Regions from separate parts of the Rattus norvegicus genome. Here all the other regions are linked to region 1. Evidence: chromatin contacts called from public Hi-C data. All regions are on one chromosome and are shown on one strand. Each heading gives the region's core, a stretch centred on a gene start, on an enhancer-like site or on the middle of the called end of the contact. The rest is flanking DNA. Distances are from core to core; before and after follow the strand shown. Region 1 overlaps LOC120097451 (a long non-coding RNA gene). Region 2 has its middle 130 kb from the start of Prag1. Region 3 has its middle 75 kb from the start of Prag1.

Region 1 (4,049 bases), core at 603-3,102:
TTGGGCCCAGTGTCCCAGGTCAGGCGTCACTAGAGAAAGAACGTGACCTGAGGAGCAAGTTCTAGGTCAGTGGCTCTCAGCCAGGTCCTAATGCTGCGATCCTTTGATACAGTTCCTCCTGTTGGGGTGACTCGCAACTATAACATTATTTTCATCGCTACTTCATAACTAATTTTGCTACTGTTATGAATCGTAATGTAAATAAATATCTGATATGTAGGATATTTGATATGCCATCCCCAAAGGGGTTGCGACCCACAGGTTACTGGCGTAGATCGTTTGAGGAGGAAAAAGATGGAAGGAGAAAGTTGCAGAGTCTGCGTAAAGGACTCTGGTGGTCTTCTGATTTCTTAAAGCTCAGGTCTTCAGGCATCTTAAGGAAATGCCAGCATCTTCCACTGAGAGGAACTGACACACCCATGAGCCCATGGGCTTTTTTTTTTTTTGACAGTTGACAGTAGTTATGTCTAAGTGCCAGTCAACTGCAAGTCTATTATAGAATGGATTGTCCCTGGGGAAAGTGTACAGTGCAGTGTTCTAGCTGGCGTTGAGGGAACACAGTAGGTGTTTTGATTCTCCACTGAGCTACAGTCAGTGTTGCTCTGTAACCTTGTACTGTATTGATGTTGACGACTTGGTTATCTAAGTGAACTGCAAAGATTAGCCCTGGGCATGCAGTTCTCACTGAGTGCGCCCTACTCTCTGTGAGCAGCCTTAGCCCCCCATCCCCCCCCACACCCCAAGAATGCTTCACCTTTCTCCAGAGTTCCGGTTCCACTCACCTCCCTCCACCCCCAAACGCTGGAGAACTCAGATGTTCTGTTGCAGGGTGGGCTTGCAACAGTGAGGGGACACTTGCCAGAGCTCTGGGGCACTCCGTCAGCCCCGAGAGACAGAGGACGAGTAGGAGATTGCTTTGATGCTGCTGCTTTGCAACATGGCTGAAGCTGTAGCCTACTCAAGGAAGCGCATCGGCCCAGAAAACTGAGAGAAGCAACCAGGGCCAAGACAGAGCTGGCTCAGCGGTTAAGAGCATGCACTGCTTTTGGTAAGGACACAAGTTCAGTTCCCAGGACCCATTGGGTGGCTTAAAACCACTTGTTAATCCAGATCCAGGGGCATCTGACTCTTCTGGCCTTTGTGGATTTTTGCACTAGTGTGCTTGAGCTACACACACACACACACACACACACACACACACAGAGTTAAAAAAAGAAAGTAAATCTGAGAGAATAGGGTGGAGTGGGGGGTGGGGGGTGGGGGTGGGAGGTGGGGGTGGGGGGGTGAACCAGAGTTTAGAAATGCTATCCTTGAGCAGAGTCCTGTTTCTCAGAGTTAACACAGCTTTTTATTATCTAAGCCAGTTTAAACAAGGGTTTCCGTTTACTATAGTCAGTGTTGCTCTGTTTTAGAGATGAGAAAATGGACGCAGAGAGACGCTGAAAAATGTTTCCCAGCCTCCACCAACTTCTTCAAACTCTGTGGTGTTCGGTTCTCAGCACGGCATTCCCTTCACCGTTTTAATCAGATCTCCATGAAGCCTTCACAGGATCAGGCCTGTTGATAACTCCCTCACAGAAGGGTCATTAGGCCTTCCCCTGAACTTCCACCCACTCCCTCCTTCCTGTGCCTCACCCACCCCTCACCCCAGCTCTATAACATTCTGCTCTGGCTGCTCGCCCTCTCTGGAGGTGGTAGAGCTGAGGAAGGTACGGGGTTAACTGAAGGAGGAACACTGTCTTCAGTTGCCGGTTGCCGAGGCCAACAGCCATGCTGACGTGGGACTTTGCAGCTCTGTGGTCGTCTCGCAGTCACGTACATTCCTATGAGTAACCTCTCAACCACCCTTCTGTCAGAGAGCTCGGTAGGTTCACTAGTTCACCGAGCTAGGCTTGGATGAGTTGGTTCTTGGGTCTGTTACTGATGCCCTGGTTTCAGTGGAGAGACATTTGTTTATGTCTCCCGGGAAAAGTCAGGCAACATGAGATTAAGTTGGAATTCGAAGTGTCTCAAGCTTGTTTTTTCTTCTTCTGTTGTTCCTTTGTTTCTTTCTTTCCTCCCATCCTTCCTTCTTTCTTTCCTTCTTAATGTTTGTTGTATTTGTATGTATGTATACTACATGCATGCAGTAGACGACGGGAGTTAGAAGAGAACACTGGATCCTTGGAATTAGAGTCACAGACAGTTGTGTGTGAGTTGCCATGTGGGTGCTGGGATCTAAGCCCTGGTCTTCTGCAAGAGCAGAAAAAGAGCCTCTGAACCCTCTCTCAAGTCCTGCAAACCTATTTTATTATCCCATACAAGATACCACTCCTGGGTGATATGATTTACCTATCTCTTAGTCATAAGATAATAGGTTATGGCTATGATTGCAGAATGTTCCGGTCATCCTGATGGCTCCCAACCTAGGACAGCCATCTCTAGTTGAGATGCATGTCCTAGAACCAGGAAAGGATGCATCTTTTGTAGGCCTAGTGTTGCAGGCACCCGGGACTCCCAGGCAAACAACATATGCATGTGAATGGATTTCTCTATGTCACATAGAGACTTACTCATCCTTTGTGAGTCATCCTAAATGTCATTGCTTCGTAAGGATTTCCTTCTACATGCAGAATTGGCTGGGTCCTGGCCCTATGTGCATTCTAGTACCTACAGGTCTTCTATGCATCCTAGTTGCAGTTAAGCAAATGGTTAACGTGTCTTACCCCAAACTGCAAATGTCTTCTGTTTTTTATTTCATTCTTAACACACTCGTCTATCAGTCGTTAATTTGGTTTTCACATGATGAGTGTACTGATTGAGGTAAAAAGAATACCTATGAGGAGTGGGTAGTCATGGTGGAACATTTGGGAGGCAGGGGAATGGGATTCTAAGGTTAGGTGTAGAAAAGGCTGGCTTCTGCATGATATAAGCTAGCAGTGTCAGCATACAGAAAGGAGGTAGAAGGAAACTGAAGAGAAATTTCATTTATTTTAACATAATGATAGAATTCCACATGTACCAAAGACAGAAAAACTTTACACTGCACATTTATCATCAACACACACACAAGCCTGACCTAAGTCTTTTGTTAAGAGAGTTACAAAAGAATTTTCAGACTCCAGGCATGGTGGCACACATTTAATCCCAGCATCCCAGCACTCAGGAGGCAGAGAGAGGTGGATCTCCAGGAGTTAGAGGTCAGTCTGGTCTACAAAATGAGTTCTAGGACTCCACAGGGAAACCCTGTCTCAAAACCACTAAGCATTATCAGGTTTTAGAAGACTTTGTGGACTGACTGGTTGCGGGGACCCTCAACTATAGAATTATTTTTGTTGCCACTTCATAACTGTAATTTGGCTACTGGCTGTTGCTGTTTTTTCTCTACTTATTCTCCTTCCCACTCCATGATCTTTAACCTTCTAGTTTTCTGGACTTTTCACACTAAGTGGCCTCCCTTCTCCTGCCCCTGGTTAATGCCTATGCATCCTTGGTGTGTGTGTGTGTGTGTGTGTGTGTGTGTGTGTGTGTGTGTGTGTGTGTACCTGAGTGCTTGTGTATGTGTGGCAGTTAACATTCATAAGCTTTTAAACTGGAGGGAAACTGAGCATTAGCAAGACAGTAGAAATACAATTTAATTATATGAGAGGAAAACCAGAGTGCTGCAGAAAGGGAGGATGGTGTGCTTAAGATTAGACATTGGCCATCAGCACGCAGTTATCAGAGAGGAAGAGCAAATGGAGTGACAGTGAGAAATGTCCCCGTCAGAGTCACTGTGACTCGTGCTGGGAACGAGCTCATTTTTGCTGTAGAAACGCTATCAAGGGAGCAAGAAGGAGGAAAGGTGAAAACACTCCTGAGGGTCCTGACTGAAAACCTCCCAAAAATGCAAGTCCCACTTCTTCACCAAGTCTGATCTCAGTGGAATTAGGTCCCTTAGGGACCTAAGGGAAAGATGAGGCAACATCCAAGCCAAACCTCTCATCTGAAGACAAAGACTCTGAGCCAATAGATGGAAGGAAGCCCAGCATTCCCACCACAGACTAAGCAGGGTCAAGAGAAGAAAAGGA
Region 2 (4,049 bases), core at 924-3,423, 220 kb before region 1:
TGGAAGAACATGTTCAACATGTTTGCTGATCCCTACGATCATAGGATCAAAACCATTTATCCAAGATGGACCTCAACTATATTAACTGAAGTACTAAGCCTGAGTTTCACACTAAAATAGACTAAAGTTGGAACTCCTTTGTTGTTTAGGTAGGAATACTGCCCTTCGAATGGAATGAGGATGTGACTGCTCCAAGGTATAGCTGAGGAGAAGGTTTCTATTGTAGCTATGAGGGAGAGTACAGCCAGAGACATCTGGAAGAGTCCAGAGCAGGGTGAGAAAGTAGAGGACTAAATACAGCTAGTAGACTGAACTGGGCCATGGAAACGGGCTGCAGGTGGGGGAGAGCAAGAGAGGAAGAAAAAAGAGAGAAGAGGAGAAAGGGCAAGTGAACCAAGAGAGCAAAGAGGGCAGGGCCCATAACTGAAAGGCAGGGGTATGCAGGAATCAGAAACTAGGGAGAGGGAAGCGAATCTCAAGGGCTCCAGAGGGTGGGTGAGAAGGTTGAGAGGAGCCAAGGGAGGAGCAAGGAACTCTGTAACAGGAACCTGCTGAGAGAGCTTAGAAGCTAGCTATGCTTAGAAGTTTGCTATGCTAATAGGCACCATAGTTTAGCCACTTGTCCTGGGTTTCTTTTGGACCTGACACCCTTGGTTGTAAAAGGCATTAAAATAAAACATTTTTTTCTCCATAGCTGATTATTATCACTTAGACCAGTGGTTCTCAACCTTCCTAATGACGTGACCCTATTAACACAGTTCCTCATGATGTGGTGACCCCCAACCATAAAACTATTTTTGTTGCTCTTTCATAAATGTAATTATGAGTCATAAGGCAAATATTTTTGGTGATCAAGGTTTGCTGAGAGGCTTCAACCCACAGGTTGAGAACCATTGCCTTAGACCACCAAGACACTGAGAACATCCAGTCCCACCATTCGACAACAGAGGAACGAATAGGTATTCTGAAGCCGACACTCAACTATAAAAAGGCTCTCAAAGGCTGATAACACAGCTGTCCAAGGACAGTAGCTGAGAACCAGGAGTGATCATCCAAAATGTAGGCTATGCTCAGGTCATGAGAGAATCCAAAAGGAGAAGCGAGCAGCAATAGAGCCCATGATGCTAACCTCTAGACGCAGGAAGTACAAAGCTTCACACCGGAACTGTCAGGTAGACCTCTCTGTCCCCATCTCCCTTCCTCTCTCCCTCCCTCGTTCCCTCCCTTTGTTCCAGCTCTGAGGGAGTCTCACATGGCAGCCAGCAAGCCTGTAACCCTCCCCCTCAGAAATTAAAATGGAAATAATAAATCACATGTTAGAGTACATACTTTAAGCCTTGAATCTGATACAAATTGATTATAGGATATTATCTCACTTGGGGGGGGGGACAGAAAAGCACAAAACAGCCCAAAGGAGCATCGAGGGTCAAAGCAGACCCGTGTTAACCAAAAAAATCATAAAACCTGCTTCTAGCATGGTACTCCACTTATGTGTCCAACTGCTGACTGGTTATCAGAAAACAGAGGCTGTCTACCATTTGACACATTGGAGATGCTGATAAATGTTTGAACTATCTAATGAATGAATCAATGATTAATCCTCCATGAGTCACAAAAAAAAACTTGAAAATTTGATTATTGAAAAGGAACATAAAGTAGGACAAAAGAAACAAGATTGAGCTGGGTGAGTGTGGGCGGAAACTGGTTTGTGATTCAGAGAAAACTGTACTGATTTTAAAGTCTTCCTGGCAATTGTATGTTTTATTGTACAGGAGTAAATATAGTTAGTTCTCCAAGTAGATGGCAGGAGACTTTCAGAGGTTAAGGCCATTTTTAGAAGCCAGGACAAAGGTATTGTTAGACAGTGGTTCTGCGCACAAATTTTGAGGGAGTGCCTTCTCAGTTTACCCTGGACTTGCACAAGCCTTGGAGAGGCTGACAGTCTAGATCCTGAACCAGAAGGCTGATCCAGAAGGACCCAAGATGCATATCTATCTGAACTAGGAAAACTTTGTCCAAGGTAACCAGGAGCAGATTAAGCCATAAAAAAAGACTGCGAACCAGCACAAAAGGGTCAACCAGAGGAACAAAATCTGCTGTCACTTGTAAGAGGTGAGCAAGTGTTTAAGGAATGCCAGATGCAGCCAGAAAGAGAGGACAGGCCTTGACTCAGAAGGAAGGCGGGAAGCTGAGAGAAAGAGCGATGAGATGTGCTCGCCTCAGGCAGAGCTGAGACCTGATGAATTCTGTGTCTCGAAGTTGATGCCAGGCAAACTTTGTTTGCTTTGGCGGGATGTAATGGCTGAGAAGTAGAGTGGGTAGACTCTGTGGGCCTTGATTCCTTTCTCTGTATAAAATATAACTAATGTCTTCTTGGCCTGGATATTAAAGAGGTTACTGTTTGTAGTTTCTGTTTCCTAAGCTTCTGTGGTTATGAGGGAGGCTGTCAGACTTTTTTTTGTAACTATAGACTGAACCCAGGGTCTCCTGAATGCAAGGCTAGCACTCTACCAACTGAACTACTAAACTATGTCCTTGGAAGAATTTCCTAAATGTTAGTCTAATATGGTAAGGAAGTTCTGGATCTCAGACATAGCACTTAATGCTCTCTCTGCCTCTGCCTCTGCCTCTGCCTCTGCCTCTCAATCTCTGTCTCTTTGCCTCTGTCTCTCTGTCTCTGTCTCTCTGCCTCTGTCTCTCTGTCTCTGCCTCTGTCTCTCTGTCTCTGTCTCTCTCTGTCTCTCTGTCTCTCTGTGTGTGTGTGTGTGTGTGTGTGTGTGTGTGTGTGTATGAATTTGTGTATACTCCTTAGCCATAGTCACCTCCTGACCCAGCAGGTTGGGGTGTGACAGACCCTCCCTGCCTCTGGAATGCACTCTCTTCTCGCCTTTGCTCTAAATCCCTAAACTACTTTAGCAGAGGACCTGTCTTTTCCCAGCACTTACCACAGAGCAGGATGCAAAGAAAACGCTTACTACACATTTACAGAATAAATGCAGAGAGGTTCCATGTCTAAAAGAAAATCGACTCAAAGGCCTGACTCAAAGGAGTAGGGCTTTCCTGGTAACACCGTTTGAGGTTTCCTGAGGCTGATGCTCATTTGGAAATGTGTTGTTCTATCTCCCTGAGCAGAACTCTCTGGTTAGCTCACCAAGTTATCAGTGTTGCTGTGTTGTCTAAGACCAATGTCCAGCAAGTATCCTTAGAGGCAAACTCCTGGGTGCCCTACTTTTCTTCTTGAGCTATGACCTTAAGCTGAATATGCTGAGGAATGAACTTCTCAAACTGAGTACGCTGGAGAATAGGCCTGCCTACTCTATGTAAAATCCTATGTGTCTGAGCTTTCTCTAACAGCTGTAGGCCATGAGCATCCCTCTCTACCCTTATTTCTCTGTCACTTTTGTTTGCTCGCTTGCTTGGCTTTGTGTGGCCATGATGTGACCCCCAATGCATCTAACTGCATCCTCAAGAGCTTGAGGCTAAATTGGCTTTGGAAACCCCGAAGCTTCCAATATCACATCTCTCCATCAGGGTCTCTTAGCCTTCTTCCGGGCTTCTCCACCGAACTCTCACTTTCTCGTGCATTGCTCCAAACACCTCCTGTTCCCTTTGCCCCTTGAATCTCTCCAGTAGTAGGTGAGTTCCATGAGGGCAGGAAAGAACTTCATTAGGAAAAAGAACTGATTTAGCACCAAGCCTAGTTTAGCTACTGTAACCAAACTGTTCCGTGCTGCGTATAAACAATTGGACTTTGATGGACTGATGTTACCTTATGGGGGAAGGGGTGACCAGCACTCAACAAGCAGGGGGTACTTACAGTCACTGAGAGGGGTTCTCCAGTCCTCATAGGACAGAAGTTCTTTAAAAATGATGCCCAGAGAATACCCAAGAGCTCCCCAAGACCATTTCTGGGAGCCCATGACCTAACCGTTTTCACAATAAGGTCAACTCTTAAATGCCCCTTTTTCTATATCAGCTTTTATCTTGGCCAGCTGGAAGTAATATTGACAAAACCACTGGTACCAAGTAAGAACCAAAAAGTCTTCGTA
Region 3 (4,049 bases), core at 688-3,187, 170 kb before region 1:
TCGCTCTCAACATTCTTATCTTCCAAGCTCCTACAGAACAGATCTCTCCCCTGCTCTCTCAAAACACAGGTTTTTTTTCTAGCCCTATGTTACAAAGTTATCCCACAATCCTCCCCAAAAAACTATGGTCAGGTCTGTCACAACAAAACCCACTCCTGGAAGGAAAATCTGCATTAGTCAGGGTTCCCCTGAGGAAAAGAACTTATAGAATGTATCTTAATCTCTCTCGAGAAATATATATATATATATATATATATATATATTATGCAATATAGATGAGAGATAAATAGATAGATCCTGCTTTTAAAAGAAATCTCTATACTGTTTGCCATAATAACTGTCCTAATTTAGTCCATTTCTTCACCAGAGCTATTTACAGTTGATGCCAGGATTGACAGTCAGGTCAGTGGATTCCAAGTACTGTTGAATGAATTTTGGCACCTAATTGTGTCTCTTCCTGAATGTAATCCAGTTGTAACTGACTTTTATTTTTCTATGTCATCCCAAAGTTACCGAGGAAGCTCATAAGACTGCTTAAAGAGCCATGCTCCACCTTGTTGATGTTTTTGTTTGCTAGATAGTTTTTAATTGAAAAAAAGTTAACTACTTATGATTGGAAAGTGGATGTCATTGCCCTTTCTTGGATGAGCAAAACACAATAGTAGTTTATACCTGTATATTTGTTTTTCCCAGGCATTTGTGTTTTTAATAGTTTGGGGCTCAATGAGTTAAAGAAGAGGGTCTAAATCAAGGTGATATTATCCTCGTGAGGGTGCTTGGCCCAGAGGCAGTTAGAGCATAGGCAGGGCGCAGTGCCACTGGGGAGTGAGAAGCCAGAGTCAAGTGGTAAACAGACCCTTGAGTTCAGGTGTACTGTGCCTGGAAGCACAATGCAGCCTCCTCAACAGATAATTGAAAAGATCAACTGTGTCATGGTTGGGTACCCTGTGATAGACCACAGAATGACAGAGCATGAGGCTAGAGGCTAGAGGAGACACTGGGCTGATGGTCTGAGTAAATATCCCTGCTCTTCTGAAGGTCAGACTCTTGGTTGTGAAAGCTGGAAAGATACCTCTTCCTAGACTTCTTTATCCGTGAAGAGAAACATCAGTGACTTGAATGAAGGTGTGTCACCAATTGGCTGTGCAGTGGAAGCCTCTCCCCATTCTGCCCACTCTCTACATGTGCACTCTCTCCTCTTCTACTCCTGATTCATGTACCCTCCTTCTTAAATCACCCTTATCCCATTTAGGATAACTCCCTCAAATACTATTTACTATGACTCACCAATGATCTCCATCCGAAAGATGGAGAACTGAAGAGTATTTCTTAATGAAGACTGCTGAATGCTTCTTTAAATTAAGGAATTTCAATGGCAGGAGCCGATAACAACTATCCCACACCCTCCCCCCAACCCTATCCCCGCCAACATTCACAGAGAGATGTATATTTCAAAAGGCTGTCTCCTCTTTCCCGTGTACTATTAGAAGAAACACATAGCATATCCCCTTTGAAGTCTTTTCATTAAGAGGAGAAGGCAGAGGGGACTAGTTGGGGGAAGAACGAGAAAAGGGACGTTCCTCAAAGGCAATTTCTAGACAGATGACTTGATTTAGGGCCCTGATATGCCCTCTGCTTTTTGACAGTCTGAATTAATTCAGCAGAACAGAAACAAAGAGGGTTCTAAAATAGCAAATTGTGGCCAGGACTGGGGGTAATGAGATCTGCTCCGAACAATGTGCTTACTGTATATGAGTGTTTCAGATGATGACCAGACCATATACACAAACATCTTTGTTCTGTGAGGCTTGTTCTAATCTTAGAAGCATATTAAACCTTGTGTTCTTGTCAGCATGGGAAGACTCGCTCCTTCCTGAGGAGTGGGAGAGGACTGCATGTCAAGCAGTCTGTGGCTGAGGTTGCCATGACAGAGTCTATGCCGGAAGTGATGGCCGTTCCCTCTTTGTGTGGTCAGCACTGGTTAGTCACTGAGGCCTGTGTCTGCTGGAGCCCAGACAAGACCTCAGAAATCACACATTCCATTTGTCTCTGATCGCACTGTGGACTAGAAGGACTTGTGGTCAAAGGGATTTCATGTTGGTTTTGTAATAGGTGATTGAGATAGACTCTTGCATAGCCCAGGTTAGCTCCAAATTCATTATGCATCAGAGAATGACTTTTGAACTTCAAATCTCCTGCTTCTATCTCCCAAGTGCTGAGATCACAGAGGCAAACCAGCTTGCCTGGCTAGAGGATTTTAAAGTCCTAATTTCACGCATACCACAGCCTAACAGCCCACTGTGTGCAAAGATAGGAACACTAAGCAACCAGATGATTCTTACGGCACCAGAAGTTCCAGGATATCCTGATCAATACAGCACTAAATGTGAACAGCTGGAGAAAATACAAAAGTATTTCCAGGTATATCCTCCCGGAAGTGCGAATGCCCGACAGAGGGGACCAAGCTGGACCATGTTCAAAGAAACCCAAGAAGCCACTGTGATACTGTGAACTGTGCGTTAGTTGTGCAGTGGCTCAGGAAAGTGATAGGTCAAGGACAATCCAGGCTGGCATTGAGGTCTGGGGGGAATGCTGGACTTCTGTCAAGTATGGTGCAAAAGTGCTGGCTGGTGCTTAGCGGGAGAGTAAGGTGATCTGTGCTTCGGATTTAGAAGAGACTGGAGCAGTGGAAGAAGGCGGAGCAGGAACTCATGCAGGCAGAGCATCCATAGCTCACACGGAAGTCCACGGGAGGTTATGAGTAGAGCAGCTACTGTTGTTAGACAGTGACAAGTTCCGGAGTGTTTGCTGGGTGTAGCGCCAAGCCCTCCTGCTGGTGTAGGTAGAGGTAAGGAAGTGGGGACTGAAGGGTTCAGATTTGAACCTTTAAGTAAGTGAAGTCCGGAGCAGATGGAGATTCAGAAATGGTGAAAAGCAGACATTTTTCTCTTTTATTTCTTTCTTTTTTCTTTTCTTTTTTCTTTTCTTTTTTCTTTTCTTTTTCTTTCTTTCTTTTTTTTTTTTTGGCATTTGAGTGGGTAGAACGTGTAGGAGTGGACATCATCTGCCTGTTCTACATGCTCTATACTATATAGCTAAACATAGTTAACTCTGTCACACAGTGGGTAGCAGCTTCCCTCACTGACATTATATTTAGACGTGTAAAGAAAATTAGTCACCTTTACGACAGTGTTTTTTTTTTAACATAACCAAGACTAAACCTTCTTAAATAAGTTGGTGGGAAGTAGCATTTGGTTTTCTTTCTTTCTCTCTCTCTCTCTCTCTTCCTTCCTTCCTTCCTTCCTTCCTTCCTTCCTTCCTTTCTTTCAGCTTTGTGTGCAAAGAGGTTCTCCATAAATGCACTTGTGTGGAAGCAGGGTCGATCACTGAGGAGGACAAGAGGACCCTTTTCCTCTAGATCACATGAGAATCGTTTGTGAAACCAGTGGCTGCACACCTTTCTCCATCCACCCATCTCCAGAAACTGAATTGCATGGAGGACTGCCCTTCCTGCAAAGCAGAGAGAGGGAGACAGGTGAGCAACCAATCACAAAGTCCTGGGAAGAAGCCAGGGTGAATTCCTTAGGTTTTCCTTCAGAAACATACCCCAGATGAAAAAGTCTTCCAAAAATACAAACAGATTCGGTGAAACGATGCGTGAATGAATGAATGTATGAATGAGCGAACAACTCCCCTCACCTGGAAAGGCTGCTCTCTTCAGCTGAGAGGCAGAAGACGGGAAGCCCAGCAAGGCAGAAATCCTGCAGACAATCACTGTTCTCCTCCAGACAAACACTGCAGAGAGATTGCAGCCACACCCCACCCATGGGAAGGGCTAGTTGTATCTCCCCTGATTTTGTGTTGAAACCCTGCTCTCCAATGAGATGGCGTAGACAGTGGGTGCCCAGGTGGTAATTAGACTAGATGAGCCCACAAAGGAGGCGATTTTATAAATAGGACCAGTGCCTTTCCGAGAGGCCCAAAAGAACTTACCACTACACTAATATGTGAAGACAAAAGAGAAGATAGTGGTCTATAACCAGAAGAGA

Evidence for each region. Hi-C and Micro-C count contacts between places; a contact is called where the count stands out from the background.
Region 2: a Hi-C map of the A7r5 cell line shows a contact between it and region 1, with 4 times the contacts expected there. The contact joins two enhancer-like sites. A contact is called at or near these places in 2 of 12 Hi-C or Micro-C datasets (the A7r5 cell line and mammary epithelial cells).
Region 3: a contact with region 1 is called in a Hi-C map of the A7r5 cell line, with 2.5 times the contacts expected there. The contact joins two enhancer-like sites. A contact is called at or near these places in 4 of 12 Hi-C or Micro-C datasets (the A7r5 cell line, Schwann cells, frontal cortex and 1 more).

The regions. Positions count from the first base shown.
Region 1 is chr16:62,748,299-62,752,347 of GRCr8, reverse strand. It overlaps LOC120097451 (a long non-coding RNA gene), which reads left to right. Exons shown (of 4, transcript XR_010058415.1): 3 at 1,413-1,864. Among named protein-coding and RNA genes, the nearest start is that of Lonrf1, 62 kb to the right of the region's middle. Within about 2 kb of position 1,852, at least 10 of the 93 cell types and tissues checked have an H3K27ac peak or open chromatin away from gene starts, as enhancers often do. A contact at or near this core is called in the A7r5 cell line and Schwann cells, where this site is marked.
Region 2 is chr16:62,969,730-62,973,778 of GRCr8, reverse strand. No RefSeq gene overlaps it. Among named protein-coding and RNA genes, the nearest start is that of Prag1, 130 kb to the right of the region's middle. Within about 2 kb of position 2,173, at least 8 of the 93 cell types and tissues checked have an H3K27ac peak or open chromatin away from gene starts, as enhancers often do. A contact at or near this core is called in the A7r5 cell line, where this site is marked.
Region 3 is chr16:62,917,554-62,921,602 of GRCr8, reverse strand. No RefSeq gene overlaps it. Among named protein-coding and RNA genes, the nearest start is that of Prag1, 75 kb to the right of the region's middle. Within about 2 kb of position 1,937, at least 17 of the 93 cell types and tissues checked have an H3K27ac peak or open chromatin away from gene starts, as enhancers often do. A contact at or near this core is called in the A7r5 cell line and Schwann cells, where this site is marked.